Linked DNA regions of Mus musculus: region 2 is linked to region 1. A link is a contact called in public HiChIP or PLAC-seq data. All regions are on one chromosome and are shown on one strand. The core of a region is the stretch at or near the end of the contact, and the rest is flanking DNA. Distances in the headings are between cores, read along the strand shown. Region 1 overlaps Dscam (DS cell adhesion molecule). Region 2 has its middle 92 kb from the start of Bace2.

The links. HiChIP or PLAC-seq counts read pairs in DNA pulled down with a chosen protein or histone mark.
Region 2: an H3K27ac HiChIP or PLAC-seq map of oligodendrocyte precursor cells shows a contact between it and region 1, with 5 times the contacts expected there. The contact joins two enhancer-like sites. A contact is called at or near these places in 3 of 115 datasets of contacts at active chromatin or transcription factors (embryonic basal ganglia, oligodendrocyte precursor cells and stem cell-derived neural progenitor cells).

Annotation. Positions count from the first base shown.
Region 1 is chr16:96,755,272-96,759,068 of GRCm38.p6, forward strand. The region is part of intron 11 of Dscam (DS cell adhesion molecule); the gene reads right to left. The region is part of intron 2 of Gm32509 (a long non-coding RNA gene); the gene reads left to right. Among named protein-coding and RNA genes, the nearest start is that of Gm32509, 38 kb to the left of the region's middle. Within about 2 kb of position 2,005, at least 30 of the 459 cell types and tissues checked have an H3K27ac peak or open chromatin away from gene starts, as enhancers often do. A contact at or near this core is called in oligodendrocyte precursor cells, where this site is marked.
Region 2 is chr16:97,263,095-97,266,884 of GRCm38.p6, forward strand. No RefSeq gene overlaps it. Among named protein-coding and RNA genes, the nearest start is that of Bace2, 92 kb to the right of the region's middle. Within about 2 kb of position 1,552, at least 14 of the 459 cell types and tissues checked have an H3K27ac peak or open chromatin away from gene starts, as enhancers often do. A contact at or near this core is called in oligodendrocyte precursor cells, where this site is marked.

The sequences.
Region 1 (3,797 bases), core at 755-3,254:
AAAGAACTCACTAAGCTTTCCACAGAAGGCATAGTGAATGGAAATAGAGAGCCCTTTGTCTGACACTGCCAAGAGTGGAGGATGCTGGTACTGAACCATATCCCATCTGCCGAGCATAGTCCCACGAGTCCCTCCCCACTGCTTCTTTTTACTTTGGGCTCCATTCTCCCCACTATGTCCCTTTCTCCCTGACTTGTATCACGGAAGGTGAGCCCTTATTACCCTATCTTCATAGAGCACCAGAATTAACTGTTAGGGCTGGAACTTTCAATGTTCAGGGTTTCCTAGCTCAGTGTTCCACAAGCTAACCTGAACTTTTCATTCCAGCTGATGTCTGGAGCTCTACAGAAAGTGTTCTTATTTGTTCTTGCTGACCTTAGAGAGATCTTCCTGCAGAAGTCTGGTCATCTTTTATGGCATAGGATTAAAGCAAGTGAGCAGCACAGAGAGAAAAAGAATATTACTAAGTGGTTTTATTTTCAACAAAATAATTGGTCCAGGGAGGTGGCTCAGTGGGTTAAAGGCCTTGCTATGCAAACATGAGGACTTTATACGTATCACCAAGGCTAACATAAAAGCCAGATGTGGTAGCATGCACCTGTAATCTCAGCACTCCTATGGTAAGATGGGAGGCAGAGGCAGGGGGATCACCAGAAACTCCTGGGCCAGCCAGCCAGCCTGGCATGTACACTGGTGAATAACAGATACCCTGCCTCATACAAGGTAGGATGTGTGGGATAACACCTGAGGCCACCCTCTGACCCCTACAAGTCATTGTGGGACATATTCATTTGCATTCATGAATGCACCTGCTCATGAAAGTGCATGCACACATATACACGTGTACACATACGTGCACACAGTGGGGAAGTTAAGTCTTCAAGGAAGGAATCAAGCTTGGGTCCCTAGCTTTGGTTTGTTTTATACACAGATACACATGCACGCATGCAGATATGTTCTGTCATGCATATATGTGTGCAAATATGGCCTTTCTTTTTTTATAGTGATGAGGAAGGAAGGGGGGATGGAACTGACTTCTTTATTATTTTCCTTATGTGTATCAAAAATGGATGAAGGGTAAGTATGATTAAAACATATATGAAATCTCAAAAAAAAAAAAAAACCAACAAAAAACAAACAAACCACTGAACAGTCTGTTCTGGTTGCAAAATAGGATGAGACTGGCGTCTCTCCTGAGGTTTACTTCATGTGGCAGCTACAAGCAGCAGATGCAGACAGACACAAAGTGCAAACATGGGGCTGTCCCTTGAAAATTATAAGGAAATGATAAGATAGTGCTGTGTGTAGAGCCAGCATGGGTAGTTTCTGAGCACTGGGCTCTCAGATGAGCACAGGTCACCAAGCCCTGCCTTGACTGCAACATAGCAACCATTCAAGATTCTAGACTAGCCTGTGATTTTACATCTTGTTTCTGTATTCTCTCCCAAGGCCTCTAAAGGGCTGGGGCTCTGAACAGAGAGAAAAGGGGGACACAAAGCAAGAAAGGACTCCCTTAGGATATCCTTTATTACTTCCTACCATAATTTCCCTATCAAGTCCTAGATACAGTGACACACACTGGTAGCATTGTGGCAGCGGTGGGTGGGGTGGGGGGCTCTGGAAGGTCTACCTTGCATTTCCATCTGGATATTCATTTCATCTCCCAAACCCCAGAAAGCTCAGCTAAAGGGAAACAGATGATGAATGTTACTGAGGCCCAATGATTTTAGATAACACAAAGGAGACCCTTCCTAACCTGCTAAACTGCGGTGAGCCTGGCCACTTTCTTACTGTGGCTACGATCGTCTTTATCACCCATGCTCCAGTCCAGGTCTTATTAAAATTCACAATTGCACCACAGTGGACGATTCTCCTTCTCCTCATTAAGTTGCTGCGCCTCCTTTGCAGTTTATTTGTTATGACACAGATCTAAGAGGCCTCAGAGAGGGATTCCAGAGGAGTGGGGGGAGGGAGGGAGTGGGTGTTGAGAGAATGCAAGCTGCTTAAAGCATCCGAGCCCCACACTGACCAGAAGCAGCCTAGCATCTCTGCTTAGAAATCCCTGAGCACCTGTGGTGAGAGCCATGCACAGCTGGAGATGAGCACGAGGAGGCTGCAAACAAGTCACAGACCTGGTTCTGTCCTGAAGTCAGAGCCATGGTGCACAGAAGCAGCACTTATAAAAAGTGAGATACCAGAGGGGGGGGGCAAATAGAACACAGTACAAACATGGACAATATTGCTGAAGTCCAAAGAGAATTAATTTAAAATAAGTAAGCGAGCTCAGCCTCGCTGTAATTGCTTGCAGAAGGGTTGGATTCTGCCCTGGCAATTTTTCTGCTCCTCACTGTTGTTTGGCATCAGGAGAACTGATCAGGCATTAGGAGTACAAGAGATTTAAGTGGTGGTGAGAATTCTGCCCGGCAGGCACCCCCCACTATCATTCCTGTCCCTGTCTGTGTCCAAAGGCACCGTGCTGCTCCTGCAGTGGCTCAGCTGCCAGAATTTCCCTACAGCTGTGAGGGAGGCTCAGCAGAGGATTACTCCCCCGAGACGGGAGACTGTCAGTGACTTTTATCTGCTTCTTGGGATGAAGATACAAAGTGCAAGTCCTGGAACCGAGGCTACATGGATGGGTTGAAGCCATGGATGTTACCGAAACCCTAAAGTGGAAGGACTTCTTCGTTCCTAAGGAGAGCAAGCTTTGTATTGGGGAGCATTATCATGCTATTAGGATATGACCTCACTCCCCCACTGAGAGCAGAGGCGCTCCTGGGTTTCCTGGGCAGTTAGCCTGAGGCTTCTGTAACCCAGCTACACAGTTCTCTGTGACTACAATTCTGTCCACCAGGCGATGCTTCACCTGCACTTCTTCATCTGTCCTTGCCCTTTTCCTGCACAACCCTCCCCCCACCTGTACCTCCCCCCACCTGCACCTCCCCCACCTACATCTCCTCCCACCTGTACCTCCCCCCACCTGCACCTCCCCCACCTACATCTCCTCCCACTTGCACCTCCCCCACCTGTACCTCCCCCCCCTGCACCTCCCCCCACCTGCATTTTCTCCTGCCTGCACCCATTCCATTCAATTTCTCCCTACCCTCCCTCTAGAGTAATAGATGTACATGGGGTGGGACAAGGGCTTGTGCAGATATTTCAGTTACCAGCATCTTTTCTCTCTTGCTTTTAGAGTTGCTGCTGGCAGTGAGGGCAGCTGGAGTGCACCGGCTTAACCTTGCCTTTGCCTTGATCTCAGGTATTACCAAATGAGGAAGCATCCACACTAGACTCCTCAGACTGGTGAAAGGCAGACTGCTGTTTCTCCCCTTTCTGCAGGGGCAGGGCAAAGAGGCTTCTATGCTGCCTTGCGGAGAGGGAGGGATGGGGGTGGTTGGTAAAGAGCAACCCTAGTGTTCTGGTGAGCTCTAGGCTCTTGTTGCCTAGTGTCCTCAGAAAGTGTCCAGAGGCTTGAAGGAGCATTGCGAGAACCCCACTCCCTCATCAGGGCAGCAGGTGCCAGAGCAAAAATGGCCCCTGGTAAGCAGCATACTGGCATATCCCTGGCTTAGCACCTATGTGGGGAGAATCACCCCACAGTGGAAGCAGAAGCCAAATCTCCTTTGGTGGAAAGGGAAAAGAGCCTGTGATGTACTGTGCAGGCCGCTCCATGGTGGAGTGATGCAGAGGTTAGATGTGAAAAGAAGAGTCATAGCAGCAGATCCTGGAGCACTGGGGAGCACTGAGGAGCACAGAAGAGGACCGAGGAGCACTGAGGAGGACCAAGGAGGACTGAGGAA
Region 2 (3,790 bases), core at 302-2,801, 510 kb after region 1:
CAGAAATGGAAGCTGTTCCCTATTATATTAAAGAATCTAGGAAAATGACTAGCTCAGAGTAGAAAGATGTTCAGTGCTGGGAAAGGGGACAAGAGGGAGAAGAGAGAAGGAAGGAGTGAGTGGGAGGAAGAAGGAAATGTTTGTGTGCCCTGCCTCTAAAATGCAGTGCCATTGATTGTAACTGAGCACAGCCTCCTTTGCACTGCCAGGGAGCCACTACAGCTGCTGCCACCATTCTATCTCCCACCATAAACTCCATACTTGGCTCTTTCTCTATGAGCCTGAACTAACACAACGCTGTAGGGAACAGTTTCTGAGAGATGGAGGCAGGAGAGGCACAGGGCGGTGGAACTCTCTGGAAATTTGCTAGACTCACCCTTCAAACCTCCACCAATCTCCCTGTTTGCAGCATGCACAGGGGTGAATCTCCTTCCCAAGAACCCAAAGAGTTTGTCTCCATTTCTTTTTCCCCACCCACATTGGTAGCCATTGCTACTCTGCTGTGCGCAGGAATGCAGCCTCTGAGGGGAGGGCCATGCCGCAGCACGATGTGATGAGCTCAGCATGATGAAATGAATTCTCCTGTGTCTGGGCTTGTGGAGCCAGACAACATCTCCAGGCTCCCCTGCTCTCCTAGGGAGTGCACGCCCTCACCTTCCTGCCCGGCCAGAAGACTGGAGAGGTTTCTAAGAGAATGAACAGCAGCTGCAGCGTTTCCCCCTGGGGAGCAGCATCCCCAGCCTGTGGAGAGTTTTTGCAGCTTTCCTTTATGCATTTTTAATCAATCCTAAGCTACTTACAAAAGTGTGCAATTACTTTCTGCACTTGGAGTTGTAATAAGATTTAATGACTCCACTTGGATCCTCTGAGTGAGCATTGAGATGCTGACTCCTGGCTTAAAATTCAGCTTTGGCAACAGAGATCTGGTGGACATGGAAGCCTTTTTGAGTTTGTTTGTTTGTTTTTCAGCTTAAATATGTGAGAACAGAACATCTCATCTTTCTTTTGTTGTATTTCAGGAGGATTTGATGGGGAGAGGGGTCACAACAGCTGAATAAAATTTAGCAAGAAAAGTAGGGCACATAAGCTTCTTTTTTAACTTTTGCTTTTTATTTCTTCAGTCTGGGGGAGTTGGGCATGCAGGGGTTCATGGGTAGAGGAAACCTAAGGCACTGAACCTCTCCTTCCACCTTGCACGAGACAAGCCTCTTGTTATTTATTGCTAGTACTCTAGACTAGCTGGTCCTCAAGTTCCTGGGATTCTCCTGCCTCTGTCTCCCTGCCTGCTGAAAGAGCACTTGGGTTAGAGACTGGTGCTGTCATGTGCAGTTTGTACATGATTCTGGGAAGAGAAATAAGGTCTTTGTGCTTCTGCAAGTTCTTTGCCCAGTGAACACCTCCCCATTCCTGAACTCTCAGTTTAAAATACATGTTACTGACCGTCTCACAAAAAGAGGACATCTAGTCCTAGGCTTCCCTAGGGTCTCTCTCTAAGGACCTCTGACAAAGGGGACCTCACATGGCTCCTGGAAGATACTGGCCCAATGGCTATAGAGTACATAATTATGAATTCAGCTCACGTGAATGAAAGACTTTCTTGTTGTCAGTAGCTGTTCAGAATGTCACAGGTCCTCACTCGGTCTGCATCCATCCCCCATTCCTAACACCCAGAGGCACTAAGAAAGTATCTTCTCTTTGGAAGTAGCAGGAAACTGCAATGCCTTGCTTGTTGAACTGTGTCCCAAAGACACACAGACTCCTTGAGGTTGGTGAAAGCCACAGCCTTACTCTCTGCAGGGAGATGAGAGCACATTGCACTACAGCTCTGTTCAGTCTTCTGTGGATTTTGCTGCGCATGGCTGTGTTATGAAAGACACACAGGAGGCTGTTCCACCTGGGAAGTGTCTTCCCTCAGTCCAGGATTCTAAGAAAGCATGTAGGCTGTCTGGAAAAGAAAGAATGCCCTAATGTCACAAGGCCTGGTGATGGACAACTCATGCTTTTTATGTAGAAATGAAGGAAGCAGATAAGCTGGACATGGAAAGATAGATACCACATGCTCCCTCATAGGCATATGCTCTAATAATGACAGTGTGGATATAGAACAGTGAGTATTGGAGGGTAAGGGTGTTGGGAGGGAAGGTAAGAATAGAGTTAGATTTAAGACAGAGTTAGAAGTAACGAGTCTGAGTGTCTCTAGCACAGTGGAGTTGATATGGTTCACAGCCTAGTATAAATTTCACGAATGGATGAGAAGGATTTGAAGTCTTCAACTCAATGTAAGGATGATCTGGAAATGCTAATCATCATATTTTAATCAGATCACTTAGATAGCACACTGTACCTCATAAATATATACAATTAAAATAATGATATAATGAACCAGCAAGATGGCTCAGCGGGTAAAGGCATCAGCTACCAACCCTAGCAACCCAAGTTCCATCCCTAGGATGACAGACAGAGAAAACTAACTGCTACAAGGTGTCTTCTGCCCTCCACATACATGCTGAGGTAAGGCTCCACCCCCACCACACACACAATTAAAAATAAGTACAAAATCACCATTGTTTCTGAACATTTTTAAATTTTTAAAATAAAATTATGTTTAAAAACTAAAGGCTCAAAACAAAAACAATCTAGATGAAGCACTGTAACTCAGGGAAGTTTATTTTAGCTCACACACAGTTCAAGATAAGGGAAGTGGAGTCAGCAAGAGATTGAAGCAGCTGTGACGTCACACACACACCACACACACACACCCCACACCACACACACATACACATACCACACACCACACACCACACCACACACACACACACACACACACACACACACACACACACACACACGAATGTGTAGTGTTGCTCATTCTCTCTCTACTTACACAGCTTCGGGTCCCAGCCAGGAAATGGTGCTATCCACAGTAGACATGCTTTCCCACCTCAATTACATAAGCTGAACAATCAAACACAGATGCTCAGAAACCCATCTCTGAAATTAATGGAGATTCTGTTAAAATGACATTTGATATTAACTATTAGAGATCTCTTAATTATAGTTTCTACTCAGTATCTACCTTAGTTAATTTTAATGTCACTATGACCAAGTATACAGCAGAAATTATTTAAGGGGAAGAAGAAGTTAACTTGGTTCACAGTACCAGAGGGTTCACTCCATGAACACTTTGGCCTCCCACACCGGGACAAAACATCATGGCTATGGAAGCATTTGGAAGAGATCTTCTCTATATCTTGAAGAGCATGAACAAAAGAGAATGGAGGGGGCTGAGAACTGGGCATAACCTTCAACCACACAACCACAATGACCTTCTGTCTTTATCTAGGTACCACCTTCTAAGGTTTCCACAACCTCCCAACAGTACCACAGGTTGGCACAAAGTGTGCAAAACACCAATAGTTCATATTTAAGTCATAACAGGACTCAGGGAGGATCTTTTCAGAAACCCCCAGACACCCACACCTCCAGATGCTTGTGTCCCATTTATTATACTACATAGGATCTGTAGGTAACCTATGCATATACAACACACACCTACAATATGTGAAAATGATTGCTGTGTTGCCTACAGAGCTGTCTACATTCAGTAAAGATCAGATTGTTGTTGGGTATTTTCTTTGTGCATTTCATTCGATCCTTAGATATAGCACCCAAGGATATGGAGGGCAGCCTATTATGTTGAGAACTAGAGCAAAGACAAGAGAGAACATGAGACTTAGCAGAGGAAAGTTCAATTCAGATGTTCCCATGGCCCGTGGAGGTCTGGTGTGTC